Linked DNA regions of Sus scrofa: region 2 is linked to region 1. The links are chromatin contacts, called in public HiChIP or PLAC-seq maps. All regions are on one chromosome and are shown on one strand. The core of a region is the stretch at or near the end of the contact, and the rest is flanking DNA. Distances in the headings are between cores, read along the strand shown. Region 1 overlaps WDFY2 (WD repeat and FYVE domain-containing protein 2). Region 2 holds the start of INTS6 (integrator complex subunit 6).

Evidence for each region. HiChIP or PLAC-seq counts read pairs in DNA pulled down with a chosen protein or histone mark.
Region 2: an H3K27ac HiChIP or PLAC-seq map of alveolar macrophages shows a contact between it and region 1. The contact joins the promoter of INTS6 here to the enhancer-like site in region 1. A contact is called at or near these places in 9 of 47 Hi-C or Micro-C datasets (blood, embryonic fibroblasts, heart right ventricle and 5 more) and 2 of 2 datasets of contacts at active chromatin or transcription factors (alveolar macrophages and skeletal muscle).

Annotation. Positions count from the first base shown.
Region 1 is chr11:16,198,615-16,204,662 of Sscrofa11.1, reverse strand. The region is part of intron 1 of WDFY2 (WD repeat and FYVE domain-containing protein 2); the gene reads left to right. Among named protein-coding and RNA genes, the nearest start is that of WDFY2, 71 kb to the left of the region's middle. Within about 2 kb of position 1,657, at least 28 of the 83 cell types and tissues checked have an H3K27ac peak or open chromatin away from gene starts, as enhancers often do. A contact at or near this core is called in alveolar macrophages, liver, mesenteric adipose tissue and 2 more, where this site is marked.
Region 2 is chr11:16,370,232-16,376,563 of Sscrofa11.1, reverse strand. INTS6 (integrator complex subunit 6) reads right to left here and starts at 1,288. Exons shown (of 19, transcript XM_021065287.1): 1 at 487-1,288; 2 at 22-99. The coding sequence starts at 597.

The DNA of each region.
Region 1 (6,048 bases), core at 408-2,907:
TTCTAACTGGTTACTTCAGGGTAACCAGGCTTCTTCCAGGCTTCCCTCAAACACACAAAAATACTAGGATGCTATGACCGGCTGCTTATCCTCCAGCAGCCGTCATCCTCTGTAAAACCCAGACTCTTTGGCGGGACACGTGAAGCCCTCAGTGGCCTCCTGCCTGCGTCTTTGTCCAGGCCGCTTTCTCATTGCTGCCCCCTCGCCCCCTGCTGCTGCCTCCTGCTCCCCACCTCCTCCCAGGAACGTGCCCCACCCTCTCACCCTGTCCTCTGGCACATGCGCCCTCATCCTGCGTTTCCAACAGCATCATCTCTGGGAAGTTTGCTCCGCCATCGCCTTACCCGGCTCCATCGGCCGAGTGAGATGCTCTCTGGGGTTCCTGCAGCAGCGTGGGCTTCTCCCTCACGTAGATCTTACCTTGCCGAGATGGCTTTTTGTTTTTGTGCCTATCACGTACTAGTACCCAGTAGGTGTTTAGTAAATGTTTGTTGAATGAATTAATGATCAAGTCAGTGATTGAATGCATAAGCCCTTGTGGGGATTTGGGGCAGAGTTCCTAACTTCTAGATTTTTAAGAGGCTTCGAAAATCCAAGTTGTTCCAGTTTCCGCTGGTATGAATGGACTTAAGGATGGAATCCAGAACACAGGGTATGTTCCTGGAGCGGTTGTGGGAGGGTGGACCTGGTGTGGTGCTCGGCCATATGTGTAAATGAGTGTGTCCATGCACTGACTCACATGCACACGCAGTTCAGCAGCTGTGTCTAACTAAACTGTACGGCCACTGTGTGTCTCAGCACAGGTCCAAACAAGGGAGTCACACCAATGAAAATTTGGGGGATCTCGTAAAGGGCATGTCTGGCTCCTCGTCTTGATTGACCCCTCTGTGCGACCCTGTTGGCTGCTGGGCTGAAGGCTGCCTGTGCGGAGGACACACGTGTCCTGGTTACGGGTGCAGCCTAGACAGGCGCTGGCTTGGGTTCTTTGGAGGGTCTTGGGTGGGCTGGGAGGCCGCACGGAACACCACTCCCTTTCTTTTCTTTAGAGGGCTAATGGATGCTGGAGCTGTAAAATGAAGGACTTCTAGTTCCTTCCATTGTCTCACTCACACGGTGTTGAGATTTCTCGGGCAGCTGGGCTGCTGCCCTTCTGCACGAGGCTGCTGTGCAGGTCTAATCAGAGAACTGGAGGGAGGAATTTTGGACCGATCCTTTTGATATATCATAAATGATGAACAGCGGTTTAGGAGCTGGTGTGGGGTTTGGCCCCATGGCAGATGCCGAGTATGATAAAATGTGGTTTCCTCTGGCTGTACTTCAAACTCAGTTAAGGAGCCAACCAACTCTGATGATAGGGGAGTTTTGATAAATGCTGCAGTTTATCTAACATCTATTTTAACCTTAAAAGCACTTTTTTAGGCATAAGGAGTAATATTTAAGGCTAATATTTAAGTGTAATTTTTATTTGTTGAAATGTGGTCAGCTATGTCTGACATAGATAAGACTATGCTATTTTCAAAGTAGCTCAGCTGCTGGACTGACTGAGGCCCCCTGGAGGCCCCTTGTCTTACTGATTTTAAGATGAGCATTGCCTCTCCCCTGTGTCAGCTTCTGCCTGATGCTTAAGAACTTGGGGGAGAGGAAAAGGCAGGGGGAGAGGCAAACAGGAGGTGGCAAGCTGGGCAGTGCAGCGCTGCGTCGGGTTCTGTGTGTACATTTCAGCACCGTCATGCTTTTTTTCTTCTCCAATACACTGACCTCTGCTGGCTTAACGCCGACTCTAATCACAGCTGTTTTTTTTCTCTCTCTTTTTTTTTTTTCCCCTAGGAAGAAAGTTTTTACTACTGTTCCCTTGTAGCCTAGTGGTTAAGGGACTCGGCGTAGTCAGTGCTGTGGCTTGGGTTACAGCTGTGGTGCAGGTTCAATCCCTGGCCCAGGAACTTCCTCATGCCATGAGTGCAGCCCAAAAAAAAAAAAAAAAAGTTTTCACTTACTATAAAAAGCTTGTTGTGGGGCTTTTAAAATATAATTTGTGGGGAAATGAGTACTAACTTTTCTTTTCATAGTGGAATTTACATTTATCTAAGACATTCTTAGCCATTGAAAATGTACTTTTGAGCTCTAGGACGCAGTATTTTTTTTTTTTTAAACTGCTATTACACCTGTGAATATAAGAGAACAGATACTTTCATAGCATTTTTTGGAAAATGTTTTATATTTTTTCAGAGTTCCCATTGTGGCTTAATGGAAACAAACCTGACTAGTATCTGTGAGGATGTGGGTTCTATCCCTGGCCTCAATCAGTGGGTTAAGGATCCTCAACCTATGCTGCCACAGCAGGAACTCCCAGCATTTTATTTCTAGATTGTTAAGTATATCAATTGCCAGATACATGTTGGTGTAAGGAAAGCAGTATATTTAGTGAAGAGAGCACGGAATCTAAAATAACTGCATCCACTCACTAGTTCCTGACACATCGCTTAAGCTCTCTGGGCCTTGCATTTTCATCTCTAAAGGATGGTTTCTATTTCATAGGGGTTTGTGAGCATTAAATGTGTACGCACGGTGTTTTGGAGGCTGTTATTGCTGTAGAAATGTGTGGTACTATTATTAAAATTAAAACTAATATTATCCTGCTACCTATTTAAAAAAAAATCTTGAAACAAATCTCTACTAAGTGTGTTGATATGTGTTCTTTTAAACCAGGATTTTTAGGAACACTTTTCTTTTTAAAAAAAGTGTATGCGTTCATATATGCATTTACGAACACATACATATGTGTATGTACACACCATGTTTTTAAAATATATTTAAAAGTAACTCATGCATCTGGAAGACCATGGGTTCAGCTAATGGTATGAGAGTGGGACAAGCTTGGTGCCCAAAGCGCAGTGCTGCCTTTATCTAACCCTCCTGTGACAAGCTGCTCAGATGATCTGTCGTCATTTTAAACCCAGTGCGATGAAATGAAACTCACCGTATTTTCCTCCCTTCCTCACCTGCCGTATCAGGGAGCAGTTCTGCGGGGTGTCGTGGCTGAGGAAGTGCACACGGCCTCAGGCCTCACACTGTGGCCGGGTGCGGCCTGGCCTCTGTGCTTCAGAAGCCTCATCTGTAAGGTCACATTAACCATCCTACCTACCCTGTGGGCTTGTTGGAAGCCATGGTGGGGACTCTTTGGGCTAAACCGTCCCCTGGAAAGCCCAGTAGACTTCTTCTTTGTTCGTTTATCATAGCATCTCTAGCGCATACACTCTGCGAAGCATGTGGTCTAGCCTGAAGTCTTGTCTTCCCCACCAGCCTTTGTGCCTTGCCCACCTCTCTCAGATCAGTATAAATGCCGCTGAGGAAGAAGAGCCGTGAATCTGGTGTAGACAAGCAGCAGTCTTTGCCGCCTCGGCCTAACACTTCTAGGGAGCAGTATTTGCCTCCCCAAAGTATGTCTCTTTGGCATATTATTATTATTATTTGCTTTTTAGGGCCACATGTGTGGCATGTGGAAGTTCCCAGGCTAGGGGTCTACACCACAGCCACAGCAACGCAGGATCCAAGCCGCATCTGCAACCTACACCCCAGCTCACAGCAACGCCAGATCCCTAACTGAGCGAGGCCAGGGATCGAACCTGCATCCTCATGGATACTAGTGGGATTTGTTACCACAGAGCCGCAAAGGGAATTCCTGGCATTTTAGTGTTAAGCTGGTTATTTCCTAAGGAAACAGTAGACAGGGGAAAAACTGAAAATCTGGTAGGAGTTACCTTCCTGTAAGAAATACCTTTGTGAGGGAAATCTCCACTTGCAAGCGCCTCTCCCTGGGAAGAGGGAGGAGGAGGGGACCACCTCTCTGGAAACGCTTATCCTTGGAGAAGGCAGGGACTGCAGTCTGCATCACAAGCCTACCCTGTTTACTGTGCTCTTCCTGGCAACTCAGCCTGGCCAACTCTCCCACCCTCCACTTCCTCTTTTGTCTTTGGCCAAGGAGGGTGTCTAGGATGAGGGCTCTAGCCTTTTTGGAGAGTTTTCCTGGGTCTCTCCCTTGTGTACTTGTTATTAAGCTTTTGTTTGCTTTTCTTCTGCTAATCTGTCTCAGGTCAATTTAATCCTTAGACCTGCCAGAAGAACCTAGAAGGGTAGAGGAAAATTTCTTCCTCCCTGCTTTTCTTCATCCACCAAATATTTATCATATATTTACCATATCCATGCCCTCGTGTGCTCTGGATAGAAAGTAGTGAGCAAGAAAAGAATCCTCATGCTTGTTGGCTAGTGCAGGACCCTGTGGGGCCTGTTGGAACCAGCCTCTCCCCTGTATCCTCTGCTTTAGCTCGTCTCTGAAGCATGGAGGTATATGGAGGTAAGAGTATCTGAGGCACCTTTTCTGAGTTGACTCGCAGACGTGAGCCCCCACCAGATGGAGGATGTTAACTCTTTGATGACCGTGAGCACACAGCCCCAGGCCTATAGGAGCCTGAGGATCTTGGTTGCCCCCGTGACACCACCCTGTTGCCTCACCATCAACCAATCAGAGAATTGGGCCCTATCTGGCGATCTTCCCCCTTCTCTGGCCCTTAAAAACACTATCCTGAAACCCATCTGGAAGTTCTAGCGTTTGGGGCACTGGCTCGCCCAGACTCCTTGTATGGCGCCTTGGAATAAACGCTACGGGTCAGTAGATTGGTTTTACTGCAGGTGGGCGAGCTGACTCTATTTTGGTTCCTTGACAAGATAATAAACACACTTACAAGTAGGTGGATCAAATAAAAGATTCTGGCCAGTGCCATGAAAGAAATAAATAACAGATAATATTATTGCTCCAGAGTCAGCACTTCCTGAACCAGATACCTTTCCTGCATGGCCTTAAATCAATCTAAAATAGCCTGCAGCTCTTATCAGGTGTCGTTGTCACGATGTTTCCTTGTCTGTCCATAGAGAGCTCCTGCACAAAGCATGGCACTTAGCACATGTTCAGTACATGGCAAAGAAACGCTGCAGGAATGGATAAACAATTTATAAGGCACCTTTGTAGAGTGTAAAATCCCTTATATCAAGGATTAAGATATTCAAGAGTGGAGTTCCCTCTGTGGTTCAGCGGTAACTAATCCGACTAGTATCTACGAGGATGTGGGTTCTATCCCTGGCCTTGATCGGTGGGTTAAGGATCCAACATTGCCATGAGCTGTGGTGTAGATCACAGATGTGGCTCAGATCTGGAATTGCTGTGGCTGCCGTGTAGGGCAGCAGCTGCAGCTGCAATTCAACTCCTAGCCTGGGAACCTCCATATGCCGCAGGTCAGCCCCAGAAAGACAAAAAAAAAAAAAAAAAAAGTTTCCAGGTTCCCACTGTGGCATAGCAAGTTAAGGATATGGTTTTGCTGCATCTGTGGCTTATGTTGCAGCTGCAGCTCAGATTCATCCCTGGCTCAGGAATGTCCATATGCCACAGGTGCAGCCAAACAAAGAAGAAAAACAAGATGTTCAATATGTTGGCAAAGCCGAGAAGTTTTGGAATCTTGAATTTGTAACCTAGCAGGACCCCATGGGGCCTTTAAGGGGTAGTTGCTTCCCCAAACTTCTTGAGGTGTTTGCAAATGTGAAAATAGCCCCGCCCCAATCCCTTCCCCACACCAAAAGGAAGATAACTACTTGGTGACCTTAGGCATATAGCCCCCAGGCTTCCTGGAGCCTAAGGATTGATTTTGTTAACCCCTCACCTTCAGCCAATCAGAGAATTGTGCATAAGCTAATTACTTACCCCGTGGCTCCATCCCCACTACCTGGCTTTTAAAAATGCTTTACAGTTTTGTTTCAGGGGAGTTTGGGCTTTTTTGGGGGGGTGGGGCAGATGAGCCAGCCATCTCCTTGCCTGGCCCGCCAATAGACCTTTCTGTGCTCAGTACACCGATGTTTCAGTTTGTTGGGCACAGGAACTCTCCCACGCTGTGGTTGAGTCATGAGGGTTTTTTGTGGGGTTTTTTTTTTTTTTTTTTTTTTGGTCTTTTTAGGGCTACACACGAGGCATATGGAGGTCCCCACGCTAGGGGTCCAGGTGGA
Region 2 (6,332 bases), core at 39-2,538, 170 kb before region 1:
GGGGAGGGCGAGGGCTGTTACCTTGATAGCATAGGGCGGCTCTTCGAAAGTGACCAGCATATACCTGTCTCCTCTGCTGGCAGGGTCCCGGGCACGGAGCTGCGGGAGAGCGGGTGGGGGACGGGAGGTGGAACAGGGCGGGCGAGAGAGAAGCACAGAGGCGAGGTTACCAGGCGGAGAAGGGGAGCCAGCGGCCCCGCCGCCCCCCACAGTACCGCACACGCCGCGGCCACCCCTCCACGCCGCCCTACACACACAGATCGGCCCCCACACACCGCCCGGGGCCGGAGCCCGGGCCCGGGCCGAGCCCGGCTCGCAGCGCCTGCCCGCCCGCCCGCGCGGTGGGGGAGGGGGTCCCCGAGCCCGGCAGCTCCCGCAGTCAGGTCCCCGACACCTCCGCCTCGCCGCCCCCGGCCGCCCTCCCCCACCCCTGCCGCCCGCGGGCCGCCGGGCCGGGGTCGCCGCCCGGGCTCGGTCAGTCGGTACCTTCATGAAGGTCTCTACCGCGCCTTTGGCCGTGTCCAGGTAGGTGGTGCCCAGATGGCTGCGCTGGTTCATAGAGGCAGACGTGTCTATCAGGAACAGTAAGATGGGCATAGTGCTGGCCGGGGACACCGGGGCCCGAGGTGGTGGAGAAAGAGATGATAGAGGTGGAGGCGCCGGTGGCGGCGGCGGCGACCGCCGCTACGCGGGGCGGGGGAGCGCGGCCCCCGGGAGGAAAACACCGTCTGGGTCTTTCCTCCGGCTGCGGGGAGTTTCTCCCCCGATAGTTGAGAGGAAACTCCCCAGACCCAGTCCTCCCCTTCGTACCCCCGCCTCCGCCTCCTCCTGCCTGCCTGCCCGCAGGGGCGGGCGCCCGGCCGTCTGTCTGTCGGTGCGTCCCCCCCGCCTCGGGGGTCCCGTCCCCGCTCCCGGCCCCTGTGTGTGTCCCAGCGGGAGACGGGCCTGGCTCCCTACCCCACCCCCGGTGCAGGGAGTGGGGACCTGGGAGCTGGCGACGAGGGGAGTGGGCTGAGGGGAGATTGGCCCTGGGGCTGTTGGGAGAAGTTTCAGGGACTCCCTCCGCACCCCGGCGGTGTCACCACTTTCTCAGCCCCTCTCGCTACTGAAGCGCTTTTCTCTCTCACACTCCGGTTTTAACTCGGGCAGGGGCTGCAGAAGCTCCGCCTTCTGACACGTCCTCGAGCCACGTGATGCACCGCCCCACTGTTCTATTGGCTGGTCCCTAGCTTCTTATTAGCATATTCAAACAGCCCAGGGGCGGGGGAAGCTTGGAGGCCGGCTCCGGGAACAGTTACGGAGCACGCGCGGAGGCGGGGCGTCGGGTGCGCGCGAGAGCGAGCGCGAGAGGCGAGCAGGAGGGCCGGTGACGCGGAGGCGGGCTCCGGGAAGGGGCGGGGATGGACCGCGGAAGGACCGCGGGATCAGGGCGGGGGCCGCGTCAGCGCGCTCTAGGCGGCTGCCGCTGTGCGTCTGCGCATCAGGGCTGGCGGCCTCTCCTTGGCTGTTGGAGGTGATAGGGGTCGGGGAAAGGGAGATGGAGACTGGTCTGAGCGCCCATCTGGAGGTCGCTGTAGCGAGCCCCTTCCCGGGTGCGCGAATGAGGAGGGGATGAGTAAAGCAATCAAACGCCTGGTTAGGAGTCGGGAGCAGGCCCGCGGTCGTCGGAGGAGGTTCCATGGGCCTCGGAGGGCCGGCCCCAGCGCGGGCGGGCCCGGGGCGGGGGAGGGGAAGTGAGAGGTTGTTTATGACCAGGGACTAATCTCCTTCGCAAGTCACACCGCTCCCACTGGGGAGTGGGGACGTGGGGCCAGCTTCGCCCCCAGTGTCGCTTGGCCTTGGGCAGTTATCGAGGGTGGGGGCCGGACCTGGCCAGGAGCCCTCTTGTAGAAGGACCCACCAAAAAGGGAACAACCCGTTTTTTCTTAACTCAGCCCTAAAAAGGGCAGGCGGTAGGAAGACTCAAATATCGATACAGAGTTTATTGCCCTTTTTATACTCGGGGAAAAATAAACCGTCCTGCCCAAAGAAATAACCTCTCTCAAGCCATTTTTACTTAGGGCCATCTAAAAGAGACCTTAGTAAACCATAATCCATTACTTATTTTTAAATGAACTGACTTCAGCTTGCCTAGGTGACACACAGAGTGGATTCCTCCAGTGCTCTTTGCTTTCACTATGTGCTATCTCAGACTCATCTAAATACTACATGAGAGAAGACTTTTCTCTGTAAAAACCAGCCCCTGTTAGCATTCCTGATGACTTAATGAATCCTCGCCAAAGTGTCCGAGGAAGTTTCCTCAAATATACTTGTTGAAAACTTGAGGACATTCAATAAAAGTTGAATTAGGGACATATGATCTTTATAATACCATGTAGAAATTAAGAAGGCCTCTCCTACTAACCTTGCATTTTGATTTTTTTGTTTATCCTGAAATTTTAATTATTTACCTACTAGTCATTCAAAAAAATTGTTCCTGTTACTATGAACACAGAGCAGACATATTTTGTGGCACTTTTAAAATTTTTGAATTTTATAACTTGGACTTTCCCTAATATTTAAGACAACTTCTGAACTTTTTAAAATTTATAGTAGAGCTATTTCCGTAATATAGTAGGGTTTGTTCTGTGCATGTGTACCACAGAAGAGTGAAACCTTTTTAAGAGATTTGGACTATGAAATAAGATGGAATACAGACCTTATATCCAATATTTGCTAAGGACTGGTGGAGTTAAAAAATGATTAAAGTATTGTTCCTGCCTTCAAAGAGCTTATGGTTTTTCTAGAAAAAAAATATTGCCTACATGTTATTAGCTACTCCAGGGCAGAAAGTGATTAGATACTAAATAATTCAGAAAAGAGGAAATTTTATTTCCCTGGAGTAATGAAAGAACATTTTCCAGGGTCAGTGTGTTTAAGTGGTGCCTTACAGAAGTGTTTCTCAAACTGGGATCCTAGACCTGGAGATAACAATTAGAGTTCTTTGATACCTAAAATTTTAGTTTTCACTTTAATGACAACGTACAAATTGTTTTATTATTTATAAAGAAAAATACTCTTAAAAGTGATAGTTTGCAGCATTCCCTCATGGCTCAATGGGTTAAGGACCCAGAGTCACTGCTATAGCTCTGGTTATAGCTGCAGCACAGGGTTTGATCCCTGGCCTGGGAACCTGTGCGTGCCAGGGGCACTGCCAAAAAAAAAAAAAAAAAAAAAAGTGATAATTTGCAACTGAAAGAGATTTTCATAGAATTGGTCTTCAGGTTTCTCTAGCTTCATCTATCAGTGCTTTTCAAACTGTGGTCTCTAGACCCTTGCCTGTCAGAAAATATATTCTCTAGAATTGTAAGAATTTCTTTTATGTTACAGGTTTGAGAAACACTGCTTTAAAAGACTGGTAGGATTTGGATTTGTGGGTAAAGGAAAAGAAGCTGCTATTTAAAAATCCTTCTAGACATTGAAAATGTAGTAAAGAAAGGAAGTTAGCACAGCATGGCTAATGGCTTCCTGGGGAACAATCAAGTTCAGCTAGGCTGGAGCACCAGGTACATGAAGAATAGAATAAGATCCAGAAAGTCAGGTCTAGATGGTAGAGGGCCTTTATTCCATATAAATTAGAGTTTTTAGTTACAGTGCTGAGTACAAAGCAGTGTTGGAAGGGAATCAAACTAGACGAATGAAGTAGATGAGCATGCATTAATAATGACCTTACCTATTGCAGAGATTTGAAATCATTTCCAATGGAGCCATCATGGTCATTCTTCCCTGACTCCGTGGAACTGGCAGATTGTGGCCCTAAGTCAAAAATGGAGGTGTATGGTACAGCCAGGATTAGATGCAAAGATGAGGAGAACCAAGTCCAAGGAACCAACGTGGCGCATATAACCCGATCCTATGCTTAGGATGGCACCTGAGATCAAAGGCCAAGTTTGCAATTCAGAGCTCAGAAAGGCTCAAAGGCAAAGCCCCCAAGACAGAACAGGAAAGAAATCAGGACATATATATGCAGCAAATCCAAGAGGCAATCAGAAACCAGGAAGCATTGACAAGTGGTCCCTAGACAAAAATTGTGAAATAGGCCAAGTTTATTCTTAGTGACTCTGGTTGACAATTAAGCTATTAGTTGATGGCTTAAAGCAGTGGTTTTGGGCCAGGAGGTGACCATCAGCTTTACCAATAGAGCTTAAAAATAATAATCCCCAAACCCAGAGGAAAGTGACACAGTAGAACTGAGATGGGCCCTAGACATCTCATTTTTTTTTTTTTTAAGTGCAGGAGAATCTTAAATAATGCTGATTAAGAACAATATGCTCAGTAGTTCCCATTGGGCCTCAGTAGAAACAAACCCGACTAGTATCCATGAAGATACAGGTTCAATCTCTGGCCTCACTCAGTGGGTTGAGGATCTGGCATTGCTGTGAGCTGTGGTGTAGATCACAGATGTGGCTCAGATCCAGCTTTGCTGTGACTGGCGTAGGCCAGCAGCTGTAGCTCCCTGTCGACCTCTAGCCTGGGAACTATCATATGCTGCACCTGTGCCCCTAAAAAGCAAAAGAGGGGAAAAAAAAAAAAAAAAAAACCTATATGCTCAGAGTATGAGAAAAATTTGTCTAGCATCCAGTAGTACTCAAGACATAATTTAAAAATTTACCTACCCTAGAATTACTACATTTCTTTCAAGAACTCCCAAAATAAATCTGCAAACTAGAGGGGGGAAAAAACTATAAATGTGACACCAGTCATATGCTTACATGGATAGCTTGAATTCCACTATGTCTGACAAAAAGAAAAAGAGAAAGCTAAATAATGCCAGAGACTCCCACTGTTCCCCTCCGTGAGCTGAGGCCTTGCAGGAAGCACAAGATGGGAAACACGAATCTCTTCTTCACTCAGTCTCTCTAATTCTAGAATGTGATTCCAGAAAGATTTCTGGTTACATGCAGGCTTATGTTTCTAAAACATGGCCCCCAAATGCAAGCCAACTGTTTCATCAGACTCAACTGAAGAAACTGAGCTCTTGCAATGCTGGAGGAAAAACTAGTTGGAGAAGTGTGTGCTAAGCCCTGTACTGTTGCAGTCTAGGGAAATTTTTTCTGGGAAGATACTGGTCAGAAGAGGTATGTGGGAGAAAACATGCTCTTTGCTGCTGTTTTTAAAGGAATTATTGCCCAATGCTGTGGCTCTGATTTAAAAAGGAATGAATACATTATAAAAAATCCTATGAAAGAATGGTTACTCTGGCTTAAACAATAGCCTAAATTTTTGAAATGGAGCTATTCTAAGAGAATTAAGGACTGATGAATTATATTCATTTGTAGGAGCCAACCAGAGCCCTTTTAAATTATTTTAAACCAATTAAGCAGGGTAACACTGTTTAAAAATAATTATGTGCCAATGACTTGGCTTATGGTATCTGGATGTGCCATCTGAACAGAATAATCAGATGAACTTAGTGTTCCTCATGTGTAACTAACAAAGTTTCTTTTGACTGTCTTAACCATTCATTTCCCCAGCTTTCTGCTTTCTTCTTTGAGATGGCAATAGCCAATGATGTTGAGAGACTGAAAACATAAGAGAAGTATTTGGATAATACATATATAAGGAAATTTAATTTTGGTCATCCTAATTTACAATATTATATAACACCAATTATATATCAACCCTCAGAAAAATGCTACTACTGACTATGATTAAAAAGAAATTAGAGCAACCCAACACATAGTATCTCACAGTAATAGTTGAGGTCTTAGATGATTCAAGATAAGCACTGAAAATGAACAGATACAAATTAAGAATTAGAATCACAGTGGGGGAGTTCCTGTTGTGGCGCAGTGGAAACAAATCCGACTAGGAAGCATGGTTGCGGGTTCAATCCCTGACCTTGCTCAGTGGTTGGGGATCTGCGTTGCCATGAGCTGTGGTGTAGGTTGCAGATGTGGCTCGGATCCTGCGTTGCTGTGGCTGTGGTGTAGGCCGGCGGCTGTAGCTCCGATTCGACCCCTAGCCTGCGAACCTCAATATGCCATGAGTGTGGCCCTAAAAAGACAAAAAGAAAAAAAAAAAAAAAAAAAAAAGAATCACAGTGGAACAGATTATGAAAGGATCATGAACATGGCACTAATGATTTAAATTATTATTAAGAGCCTACCTACTATGTGACAGGCACTATGGTAAGTCTTGAAGCATTTAGTCTAATGGAAAGAAAGAAGACAGATAAATAGATGAGAATACGCTATTATGATAAGTCAGCAGATCCCAGGCATGATACAACAAAACCTGTCTTAAAGGATTGTTTTGAAAATGCAGGGTAACATACCATATTTTATCAATTC